Regions from separate parts of the Mus musculus genome. Here region 1 is linked to region 2. Evidence: chromatin contacts called from public ChIA-PET data. All regions are on one chromosome and are shown on one strand. The core of a region is the stretch at or near the end of the contact, and the rest is flanking DNA. Distances in the headings are between cores, read along the strand shown. Region 1 holds the start of Ybx3 (Y box protein 3). Region 2 has its middle 16 kb from the start of Magohb.

The links. ChIA-PET counts read pairs in DNA pulled down with a chosen protein or histone mark.
Region 1: a contact with region 2 is called in an RNA polymerase II ChIA-PET map of effector CD8 T cells, with 12 read pairs. The contact joins the promoter of Ybx3 here to the enhancer-like site in region 2. A contact is called at or near these places in 8 of 39 promoter capture datasets (the C10 cell line, cranial neural crest, embryonic stem cells and 5 more), 1 of 15 datasets of contacts at CTCF or cohesin (CD8 T cells), 3 of 115 datasets of contacts at active chromatin or transcription factors (CD8 T cells, effector CD8 T cells and embryonic stem cells) and 3 of 9 other capture datasets (adipose tissue, liver and pancreatic islet).

Annotation. Positions count from the first base shown.
Region 1 is chr6:131,384,057-131,390,224 of GRCm38.p6, forward strand. Ybx3 (Y box protein 3) reads right to left here and starts at 4,394. Exons shown (of 10, transcript NM_139117.2): 1 at 3,962-4,394; 2 at 447-510. The coding sequence starts at 4,199.
Region 2 is chr6:131,273,705-131,280,019 of GRCm38.p6, forward strand. No RefSeq gene overlaps it. Among named protein-coding and RNA genes, the nearest start is that of Magohb, 16 kb to the right of the region's middle. Within about 2 kb of position 2,852, at least 17 of the 459 cell types and tissues checked have an H3K27ac peak or open chromatin away from gene starts, as enhancers often do. A contact at or near this core is called in CD8 T cells and effector CD8 T cells, where this site is marked.

The sequences.
Region 1 (6,168 bases), core at 3,144-5,643, 110 kb after region 2:
GTGTCTCCAAGTGGCCTGTGGTTACCTGAATTCCGATATGGTCACAAGTCACCGAAGTTTAAACACTGTTTTCCTCACAGGACTTGGAGCAGACCAGAACAGGGCTCACAGCCCAGCTCAGTTACTCTCTAGTTTGTGACCTTAAGTAAAGTTGCTTAACCAGGTTCTTTTTTTCTCCATCTGTGAAATTATGGACATGGACTACCTAATGTTCTTTTCATTTCTGACTGCAATTCTAATCTCTGTCCTAAACACTAGAGTATATGAATATTCTAGGAATGCATATTAATATTTAATGACCAAAAGCTTAGAAATAAAACTATTATAAAACTATTTACCATGCTTAGAAATCTCAAAATGTATATATACAACCCATTAATAAAGTGGAACAATGGATTTGTAGCTGCTGTTGCTACAAAGTAGGTACAAGACATGCAGACACATACCGGTTTATAAATCCATATCCATTTCTGACGTTGAACCATTTGACAGTGCCAAGGACTTTGGTGGCTAAAAGGCGGGATTAAGCAGATATGTTAGCACCTGACCTACAAAGAGCTAAATCTATCACTAAGGCCCTGGTATCATTACACAAAGCCTAAACACCTTTGAGTAAACCATTAATGGCTTAATTCAAAAAAATAAAAACTAAAAAAAAAAGTGGAATTCTGATAAAGAGAGATTATTTCAAGCCTGAGCTTTTCTTTTGTTCAGACTTTTTACCAAGAACTCAAGGGATGGCCATGTGCCTGGACAACTCTGCAGGAATTAGAACTGAGAAAGGTAGTTGAGGAAAAACATGCTGGTAAAGGTTCAATTCCAAGAGAAAGGCAGCTGCGTATGCCTATAAATCCAGCACTTTGGAGGTAAAAGCAGACAGATCAGGAGTCTGAAGCCAGCATGGGCTAAAAACAAAAAAGCTCCAGAAAGTTCCCAGGGCCGGGGATTTGGCTCAGTTGGTAGAGCACTTCACATTCATTCAAGAGGCAACAGGTGTACGCCTCAAAACAAATGCAAACCATCAACTAGGGAAAAAAAAAAAACACATAAACACATTCCAGTTATTTACCCAGACATTACCAATGTGCAAAGGAAGAGCCACAGAGAAAGAACCGGTAAGCTGGGTCATCTTATCAATTCTAGTACTTTAAAATATTAGGCAAACTTTAATGAGGAACACAGTAGCTCCTTCTTAGTAATCAACTTACAAAGATATAAAGAAACTGTCATCAGGTGGCCAAATAGGGCTGGCCAGAAGTCCAGAGTAATGGCAGAACTGATGCTGTCTCACCCCAGTTCTGTACAGGCCACAACAGACCCTTTTCACACCAAGGGGTTAACCTGCTGCTGTCTTCAACAGCTGAGAAGGAAACTCTGGCATTTGCTAAAGTTGACTGACTACTATTTTCTATCCTCTGTCATGGGTAATTTCTCTAGAGTACCTCACTTGAAAATTCATTAAGAAAAAGAATCTAAATTTTGTAAACTCCAAACAGGACTGCTGGGATCAATGATGAATGTCAAATTTAGTATCTCCAGGAAATGGATAGGCCTAAACCAAGGAAGTGCATGAGACAGTCATCAACACTCAGTGAAATCCAAAACCTGGCAGGACTACACTTAGAAGGGAAAAGCTAAGGAATGGACAAGCCAGGTCTACTACCTCTGAGTGAGAAGACACTGTGGTTCTGAGTGGCGCAAGGATGGGCTTGCACCAACCTCTTAGCTTTCCTTGATGAGCTCCTAAGCCTTAAAGCCAATCTAATGTGAGCTGCAGAGCAAATGAGAAAAAAAAAAAAAAAAAAAAAACTGATGTTTCAGATGTCAACACAGGGAAGTCCGGTTTGGATAAACGGTATGGCCTCTACATCAGGATTTACATGAGAGGATTTTGTTTCTTTCAAAAACTCTGGATATACACAAATAAATAAAGATACACACATGGAGGCTCTGGAAGAAACTGATACAAAAAAACCACTAAGCCCAATGTGGTGGTGCACACCTGTAATGGTGGTGCACACCTGTAATCCTGCCCCTTGGGAGATAGAGGCAGGATGACAAAGAGTTAAAGGTTATCCTCTGCTACAAGGTGAGTGAGGCCAAGGCCAGTTTGGGCTACTTCATGTGACCAATCTCAAAAATAAATAAATAAATAAATAAGTAAAAGTGCAAAACCAAAACAGATACACAAAGAAAAGAGGGGAAGTCAATGATAACAGCAGAAGGGGGAAGATGGGCAAGATTCTCAAGTCTGTTTTCACACAGTTGATGGTGTTTCTTTCCTTCTCAAAGTTATTTTTAAAAATACTAACTGTACAAATATCTATGATCAGACAAATTCATTCACACTTTTAATACTATATTCAAGTACACAAGAAGGTGTTGGTTGGTAAAATACGCCTACCCAGATCTTTTTACTTGAATAAACTTGTTTTCCCTAAAGGACTACACGGTATAAACCAAAGTTAAGGCCCCTTTGCAAAGACCAGAATGAGAGCGTCCAAGATATCCATTTCAGTCAGTCCTGAGTCCAGAACATTTTGGATATCCGTGTGTCGGCCTGGCACAGGAGATGGCAGACCACATCGGACAAAGACAAACAGTGCTCAAAGTGTCAGGTGGAGGCTTGCCCTTCATTTTCTGAGTCTGGACTTTTTGAGGTGGCAGGATGAAAGACATCAGACTCATCACCAGGTATCTGGCAGAAACAGAACTAAACTGCTGGGGATTGCGGAAATTAACCTTCCTTTATCGCCCTACCACCACCACCCACCTCCCACCCCCAATCTCCAAAGATATTATCTACTTTTCTTATCTCAAAAGTGCAAGGATCAAGTAAAAACCTGTAGGATTCCATCTGCCCTTAGTAAGGTATCATTAAGAACCTGCTTCGGCTAGCAACACAGGGTTCTATCTTTCATTTTGTGTGGAAATGGTCCAAGGAGCATCTTGGTAGAAAGTGCCACAATGTAACACCCACAAGACCTTTAAGGAACTTTTTAGTGAGAGTGGGGAAAAAAAAAATTGGCAGGAACCAAGTTTTTAAAGCCTTGGGAAAACAAGAACCAGAGAACTGTCAGGGGTGGGGAACACCGAATGGTGTTCTATTTCTTCCACAATTATTCCTTCAGCTTTCTCGCTAGAATGGGGAGGAAGCTCAGAGAGCAGGCGAGCCCAATCGGCCCCACCCAGAAACAGTGAACATTTCTGAAGCATCCTACACCATCTGTTAACTTTCCTGTTTCGGATAGCAAACCACATGCGCACGCACACACCCTCCGGGGAGCTTATCCACCACCCACCTGCTAGGCAAGCTTGTGGAAGGCCTCACACCGGGCGTTCCTTAAGGAAGATGAGGACACCCAAATGTGCGACAAAATACAACAGCCACAGTTATAAAACCTCTGCCCCGCGCCCCGCGAAATCTCCAGTCCCCACCTTCCCTTTCCCTCCAGTAACAAGTCGTAAGTGTTTTGGACACTCGTCCTACTCCACTTCCGACTAAGTTTTCCCGGCCGTCACACCACGTGTGTTCCCACGGTGCGGGAGAGGGGATGGTGCAGCAATTGGAAGGTACTGGAGGCTCTTTGCATCTGTGGGCACAGTAAGGGGAGGCGAGTGCCCGCCCCAAGTTTCCCGGGGCGTTGCAACATCCCTGTGCCGGCATGTGGCCCGCAGGAGCATGGCGGCTGTCCCAAGCCCACGAGGGAAGGGTGTCAGAGACAGACACCTGACCCTCCCAGGCCTAGGGGGTAAAAAAAAAAAATACACCACACAATAAAATCTTCCCAAGTCACCCCTCTCGTGCCTTCCTAGTGTCCCCTCCTCCCCACCGAGGAAACGTGCTGCTTTCCCGACCCACAGCCAAGACTCCCCAGAGCTGGCCCACGTGTCCCAGCCCGCCCTGCATCCACGTCCATCCTCGCCCGCCGTCTCTCCCGGGCTGCAGGCAGGGACTCACCGAGAACTTTCTTCTCCGCGTCCTCGCCGCCCGCGGGGGCTGATGAGGCCGGGGCGGGCCCGGGGGCTGCGTCTCCGCCGGGGCTCCCCGCGAGCAGCGCGGCGGGCGCCGGGGCCTGGGGCGCGCCGCTGGCCGCCGGGCTCTTAGGCGCGGGGTCCGGGGGCGCCGCGGCGGGCGCGTCGGCCGCGGCCTGCGGGAGCGTGGTGCCGCCGGTGGTGGCCTCGCCCGCCTCGCTCATGCCGCCTCTCCGCTCTCTCCGGGCACCTCGGTGGCGGTTGGCGGCGGTTAGCGCGGTGGCAGTCGCGGCGTCCGGCTCGCTCTCGGGGAGGCCGGTGCGGATCGCGCGGCGCGGCGGCGGGCGGCGGCTCGAGGGCTGGGGACGCGCGCGCTCGCGGTCTCGCTGGATCTCCCGGCCCCGAAGATGGCCCCGCGCAAGTGCTCGCGGGCGGCGGGCGGGCAGGCGGACGCGGGGCGGGGAGAGAGAGGGTGGGGAAAGCCGCCGTAGCTGCTTATTAGCATTTAAAGGCGCCCGCGCTACTCGGCAAGGCTCCCGGAGCTGGTTAGTCCGGGGATGCGGGCACCCGGGCGAGGTCGCCGCGGAGCAGAGGAGACATACCCTCCCCAAGACGTCTTTCACCTGAGCCTGCTTCCTGAGAGGTGGAGTGGGCCCACAGCGCCTTAATAAAACAAAAACAAAAACAAAAAAAAAAACCTCCTTTACATTTGCACATCCAGCAGATACCAGAAAGTATTCTGGGCGCTGAGATAGGAACTAGAGTAACCTGGGAGCTGTGGTTAGCCCGCTCCAGTATTCCTAGTACACAAGAGGCTGAGGCTGGAATGTCATTGAGAGTAGCCTAGCTTGGGCTACTGAGGCTGTCTTTCAACTATCCCTCCTTCCAAGTAGTAACACACACACACACACAAAAAAAAAAAACAGACAAGGGGTTGGAGATGTAGCTTAGAGGATCCAGTGCTCGCATGGGTCAGTTCAAGGTCATCATGAGCAAAAGAAGTTTGAAGGCTGCAAGAGATTCTCTCCAAACAGCCATGTGCGTGCGCCGGAATACCGCCCCTACTCCCCAACAAAACAAAACAATTACTCTTATAAAATCAAAAGGCCTCGTTTAGCGACTCCACAAGTGAGAAAATTAAAATCTAGATCTTCCAGAATGACTGCAAATGCAGGGTTTACACCTGTCAGAGGCAACAGATAATAAGCTGTTAATATGTATTTAATAACCTACGTTGAAAGAGTGGAATAAATCCACATGATACCTTTTGCTCGAGTTGGCTATAATTAGCACTAAACTGGGGAAAGCTTGAGCAACTCAGAGTAAGGCCTGCAAGATGCCTCAGCAGGTAAAGGCTTGCCTCCAAACCTGACCACCTGAGTTTCTTCCCTGGACCTACCAGATGGAAGAAGATAATCAACTCCAAGTTGTCCTGACCTCCATACATGTGCCGTGGCAGCAGCATGCGGTCCCACCACCCCCATAAATGTAAAACCAAAAAACAAACAAACGAAAAATGTATGTTTGAGACAGGTTTCTCTGTGTTAGCCCTGGCTGTCTTTGAACCCGGCTCTGCAGGCCATACTAACCTCTGAGAGATCCTCCTGCATCTCTGCCCTCCTCTCCTCCTGGGGCTGAGATTAGATTAAAGTTGTGTGCTGCTCTGCCAAGCTTAAGAACATTTTTAAGGACAAGGGAACAAGAGTCCTCCTGGTCGCTAGGATGAGACCTACAACATGCAGATGACCTCTAAACACTCCCAGCAGAGGAGTCCACATTACCCTTTACAGAGTGAAGCTTAACACTTGACCAAAGAACTGAGACCTGTACCAAAGACTATCTGGAATATAGGGCCATTTTGCCCCTGCAGCTCAAAATAGTGTCCCAAAGGGGCTGTGAAAAGAGGCTAAGTTATACATGTTTTCAGTGTCTGGTCCAATGAAAGTGTTCTTTTAAAATCCCCTCTTTCCCCACATATTTACCCTCCTTTCACCCGCTACCCCCTGGAAATTGTTGATCAAGTTACCATCTGCCATCAAGATGGTAGTTCTCATGTGCAACTCAAGTTTTGGCATTTCCACTGGTTAACACAATCCCAAGCCTACAATGTGCACACAGTAAATGTTTGCAAAATGAAAACAACACAGACCAGATTATTCCACAGCCATGTACTTACCAATGAAGTTGTTATCA
Region 2 (6,315 bases), core at 1,602-4,101:
GTAAGTCCAGAATCTAATTACCTTACCACAGGCTAGCTCTAGGTCCCTAAATAGCCAGTCCTTGCTCACCTATGCCAAACCTAACATCCTGTGCCTAATAGAAGAAAACTTTTTGAAATCTATTCATTTAGCAGACCACTAAATTGTCACCAGTCTGAAAGATAAGAATATCCTCTGATGTTCTTGGAGTATTTTCTTGGAATTGCTTCCACACTGGAACATGGAACCATAATCACTCAAAATGGCTCAAAAATAAACTATTTCTTATTCCTTTTAAGGTAAAAGCTGTGTTTTGTATCAAAAGGTCTTATTCCTAAACTCTTGCTATGTGCACTGCCAGTGAAACCTCACATTCTAACACTGAATGCTGAAGATGTTAGGAACTTCATTAGGAAGGGGGTATGAGTCAGAGATGGGCCTTGCTTCTGATGTGCATGTTTGAGCCCAAGCACTACAATAAAATGACAATAGTACAATACTACTACTACTACCACTACCACTACCAATACTAATACTAATAAAATAACAATAATAAAAGTAGGAGGAAGATTATTTGATTTCTAGAGTGTGTTGCCATGAGGCAACCTTTGTCAGAATATGTTCAATCTCTCCCTAAATTTTATGTTAATTTGATCATAATTTTTCAAGCCTACTGGCTTGTTTTTTTATCAAGCCAATTTAACTTGCTCTTCAAATCAAGTGACAGACATAAATGGAGCACTGGAGGATGGTGGCTGGGGAATAGGCTGGAGAATAGAGAGGGAGCTGATGATGCAAGGACAGTCCTGATTCCACATGACAAGGCTAGAGGTGACCCTCCTGCTTCTCTCCTACTTTGCTAACTTCTAGCCAGCCTGTATTCATCACTCTTAGCCTTCATTCACTCCCACCTGCAATATTTCCTCCTATTTCACAATCTACTCATATTCTCACCAAGAGGCTATGCCGCCTGTGTCTTACATGACTAGTTCTAATCTTACATTGTTCATTTTGTGGACTTAAAAAAAGTTTTAATTTTTTTTAATATTGTGTGTAATGTATGCTGTGAGGCATATGTTGGGGTCAGAGGATAACTTTAGGGACTTAGTTCTTTTCTACTAGCATAGGTTCCAGGGATCAAATTCAGGGATCAAGCTTTTCTGGTCACTGCTTTTACCTACTGATACATCTTATAGGCCCCCTGATATCTTTGAGTTACCACTCAAGTCTGCAATTGTCATGCACCCAAGATCCCTGGAAATAGCTCATAGGTATTAACTCAACAGTGAAAGCCAAGATACTTCGGTGCAGTATGGATGCTTCCGAAATACACACACACACACACACACACACACACACACACACACACACACTTAGAGATGGGAAGCAGGGGTGGAGGAGCTATAGTGCTGAAAAAAAGAGACCAGTACTTCAGTGTCCAGGGTACAGGAGATGCTTGTGTTGTCAAAGTTTTCCAAAGGAAAAATTGAAAAAGTCAGCTGATTTATTTAGGGATACCGTATAACTAACTTTGGACCTATAAATAAAACCTAATGAATGCACAGAATATGTATACAATGTGGACTCAGAAAGCCCTGGGTTTTAAGCTTGCTACCAAGCGTGAGTCTGGGAGCTGGGGGTATGTGAGAGGAAACATTAATTTGAGCTCCTATCACTTCGTGGAAGTCCCATGATTCTCATGCTTTGACCACAGTAAAGCAGAAGAGCCAGTTCTCTTCAGGGTTGCTGTGAAGGTTAAATGAAATGCACAAATAGCCTTTTGTTTTGTTGCATTTGAGAAAGGGTCTCACTATGTATCCCTGGCTGACCTGGAACTCACTACATAAACCTGGTCGACCTCAAACTCACCTAGATCACCTGCTTTTGTCTTCCAAGGTGTTGCCCTAGCCCTCAGCCCCTTGGGATGATCCTCGGGGGTAGAGAGTAAGAAGGAACAGATTCAACAATGTAGACTCCAAACGGCAGGTGAGAAGCAGAAGCAGACTCATTTATAGCCGGATCAGGCTGTGTCTTTATATCCTCCACCCATACCCCTTTGGTCCATGACCACTTGTCCCTTGTCCAGGTCATGAGGTCATGTGTCTCCATGTGCCAGGTAGATCTTAAAGTTATAAAATGCAGATGCAGCTATTGTGCATGCATGGGTCATGATGGGCTGCCAGTCAAGGTATACAGACTCATTCCTCCTACACCAAGTGATGGGGTTAAAAGTATGTGCCAAGCCAAGCTTCACAAAATATTCAGTCATAACCTGACAAATGGATAGTTCGTTGCATTCAACATTCAATGTTATTATTTGCTGCCCAAGATTCCAATATTTCCTTAGCATATAATTTTGAGCAAAACACTGACTCTTCAGACCTGTGTTTTCACATGGTCACCAAGAGTGTGTCACCTACTTCCTAGGTTTAGAGTAATTGCAATCAGGATTATAGACAGAGGCTCTTGGGTTTCAAGAGAACTTTTTTTGAGCATACTAGCCTCCAGAAGCTTCTCTAAGATGATGAGCTAGGTTTTCTGCCAAAACTTGTCAGAGTGCAGGTGTTTGCAAGAACAGGACAGGGAGAGTACCTGAATAACGGGGAGGAACTGAGAGACCTGCTGTTAATCCCAGCTGGCAAAGATAAGACTACTGCCACAATTGTGAAGCCAGACTTTATTAAAATACTGATAAGGGTGGTTATATGAAGGCCACCACATCAAAGATTCCCAGAAAATGGACACAAAGTACATTAGTCGTGTGCTTAAAAAGGCAAACCCCACAAGGCTAAGTCCTTCGCGACTTTGTCCAATGGGGGCAAGCATACATCTTGACATCCTTCCTGTCTAAATACCTCCTGCCTGCATGTCATCAAGCACATCCTACGAAGTTGAGGCAAACCAACTTAGTTTACAGATGTGAAAAAAACTGCTCACAACCTTCCAGGAAGTTCTCTATCTTTGAGTAAGTGAGGTTTACAAGTTAGAGCCAATTTTGCTTTATAGATCTCTTAACATAACTTTAGCCCTCACGTTACAGCTGTAAGCCACTGCTGCTCTAGAAAATTGACATTCCCTGGCTCGGATTCCGGGGTTTATGTTACAATGTCCCCAGAAATATTAATAGTGCTGAGACCGTTGTGCATTCTTATCTCTGCTGAGAGGGTGTGATCCTTACCACAGAGGTGAACCACATGCTCAGGGCACAATTCTTTGTGCTTTCTGCATATTGTTTGCCTCCTCTAACATGATGCAAAGACTGTGAGCAAGAACTCCAGAGCTGTTTGTTCATTACTGTGGCCACAGCATGAACAGGAGATGGAGTGCCTACCAGTGCACTTGATGAAGGAGGAGGGTAGTTAACAGAAACTGAACACAGAATGGGTGACCTTTTTGATTCTGTACAGACAGAAGCATGCCCATAGCTGTAAATCCAAAGGTGAGCAGCTTCCTCTGAGCTATGTACTACTAAGCTCTGAACTTCTAGGGAAATGTAAACTGCTAAGGAGCACAGTTATCACTGACTGACATTCCTACTGTGGTTTTTTTTTTGTTTTGTTTTGTTTTGTTTTGTCTTTTTGGTTTTTTTTGACCAAAGGGCAGCACAAAACAGGAAGTATTGAACTTAACCAGATAATAAAAGTTAGATGAGAAGCTTGAAGATTTTGTTTCCCTGAAGTTTTTCTTCTTATTTTTGTGGGGAAAGAAACCTGAACATATACACACAAATATATATTCATTTCCAGCTGCTTTGCTGTAACAGTCTTTATTTGTGAAGCCACAACTGCCCACTCCTTATGTTGAGACAGACACAACCCTAAACCCAATTTCAAACCTTCCAGTCAGATCCTCAGACCTCAGTGCACAGCTGCAGGCGGCTCTTCCTATTCCAGGCTGAGGAGAGGGACACTGGAGTAGCTACCAGCCTGAGGAAAGGATGACTTACTCACTGGCTTCACTTCAAGGACTGGCTGGTCCTGGTCAGAGTCCCACCTCTTGGTACTTCTGGTTTAAGGTGGAACTTAAACAACACTGAAATACGGTAAACTTCACAGCTCTTAAGAAAACAACAAAGAGCTCTACTTTGAGATATCCTGGGCCCAAAACCACCCGATATGTATCCGAATTTATAATCACAACTGTTCTAACTCTCCGAATTATACCCAACCCAAATAGTCCCTGCTGAACCTAAAACATTGAGTCTGAGGAAATTAGAAAGATGCTTCAGAAACTCAATAAGAATAATGGGACCTTAAGAAGGGTTTCAGGTCCCACCTCAGGGACAAAGACAGACAATTCCTCAAAGTAAAAGGCTGGAAAACTATTTTCCAAACAAACTGTCCAAGCAAACAAGCTGGAGTAGCCATTCTAATACCAAATAAAATCGACTTCCAACCCAAAATTATCAAAACCGACAAGGAGGGGCACTTTGTAACTCATCAAAGGTAAAATCTTCCAAGATGAACTCTCAATTCTGAATATCTATGCTCCAAATGCAAGGGCAACCACATTCATTAAAGAAACTCTACTAAAGCTCAAAGCACACATTGCACCTCACACAATAATAGTGGGAGACTTCAACACCCAACTCTCACAAATAGACAGATCCTGGGAACAGAAACTAAACAGAGACACAGTGAAACTAACCAAAGTTATGAAACAAATGGATTAAGCAATACCTACAGGATATTTTATCATGAAACAAAAGGATATACCGTCTTCTCAGCACCTCATGTTACCGTCTCCAAAATTGACCAAATAATTGGTCACAAAACAGGCCTCAACAGATACAAAATATTGAAATTATCACATGCATTCTATCAGATCACCACAGACTAAGACTGATCTTTAATAAAAAAAATAAATATCAGAAATCCAACATTGATCTGGAAGTTGAACATCACTCTACTTAATGATAACTTGGTCAAGGAAGAAATAAAGAAAGAAATTAAACACTTTTTAAGAGTTTAATGAAAATGAAGCCACAACATACCCAAACTTATGGGACACAATGAAAGCATTCCTAAATGGAAAACTCAAAGCTCTTAGAGCCTCCAAAAAGAAACTAGAAAGAGCAAACACTAGCAGCTTGACAGCACACCTAAAAGTGATAGAACAAAAGGAAGCAAATTCAACCAAGAGAAGTAGACTGCAAGAAACCAAGTGTAAACAAAAAGAACTATACAAAGATTCAACCAAACCAGGAGCTGATTCTTTTAAAAAATCAACAAGATAGATTAAACCCTTAGCCAGACTAACTAGAGGTCACAGGGACAGTATCCTAATTAACAAAATCAGAAATGAAAAAGGAGACATAACAAGAGAACATGAGGAAATCCAAAACATCATCAGGTCCTACTACAAAAGGCTATACTCAACAAAAGTAGAAAACCTGGAAGACATGGACAATTTCTTAGTCAGACACCAGGTACCAAAGTTAAATCAGGATCAGATTAACAATCTAAACAGTCTCCCAACCAAAAAAAAAAAAAAAAAGCCCAGAACTAATGGGTTCAGTGCAGAGTTCTATCAGGCCTTCAAAGAAGACCTAATTCCAATTCTCCTAAAACTATTCCACAAAATAGAAACAGAAGGTACTCTACCCAATTCATTCTATGAAGTCACAATTACTCTGATACCTAAACCATTTAATGACCCAAAAGAAAAAGAGAATTTCAGACCAAATTCCCTTATGAATATCGATGCAAAAATACTCAATAAAATTCTTAAAAAACGAATCCAAGAACACATCAAAACGATCATCCATCATAATCAAGTAGGCTTCATCCCAGGAATGCAGGGATGGTTTAATATACAGAAACCCATCAACGTAGTCCACTATATAAACAAACTCAAAGACAAAAACCACATGATCATCTTGTTAGATGCTGAGAAAGCATTTGACAATATCCAACACCCATTCATGAAAAACGTTTTGGAAAGATCAGGAATTCAAGGCCCATACCTAAGCATAATAAAAGCAATCTACACCAAACTAGCAGCCAACATCAAACTAAATGAAGAGAAACTTGAAGCAATCCCGCTAAAATCAGGGACTAGACAAGGCTGCCCACTTTCTCCCTACCTAGACAATATAGTACTTGAAGTCCTAGCCAGAGCAATTAGACAACAAAAGGAAATCAAGGGGATACAAATTGAAAAAGAAGAAGTCAAAATAACACTATTTGCAGATGATATGATAGTATTGATATGATAGTATATATGTGACTAAAAATTCCACCAGGGAACTCCTAAGCCTCATAAACAGCTTCAGTGCAGTAGCTGGATATAAAATTAACTCAAATCACTGGCCATTCTCTACTCACAGGATAAACA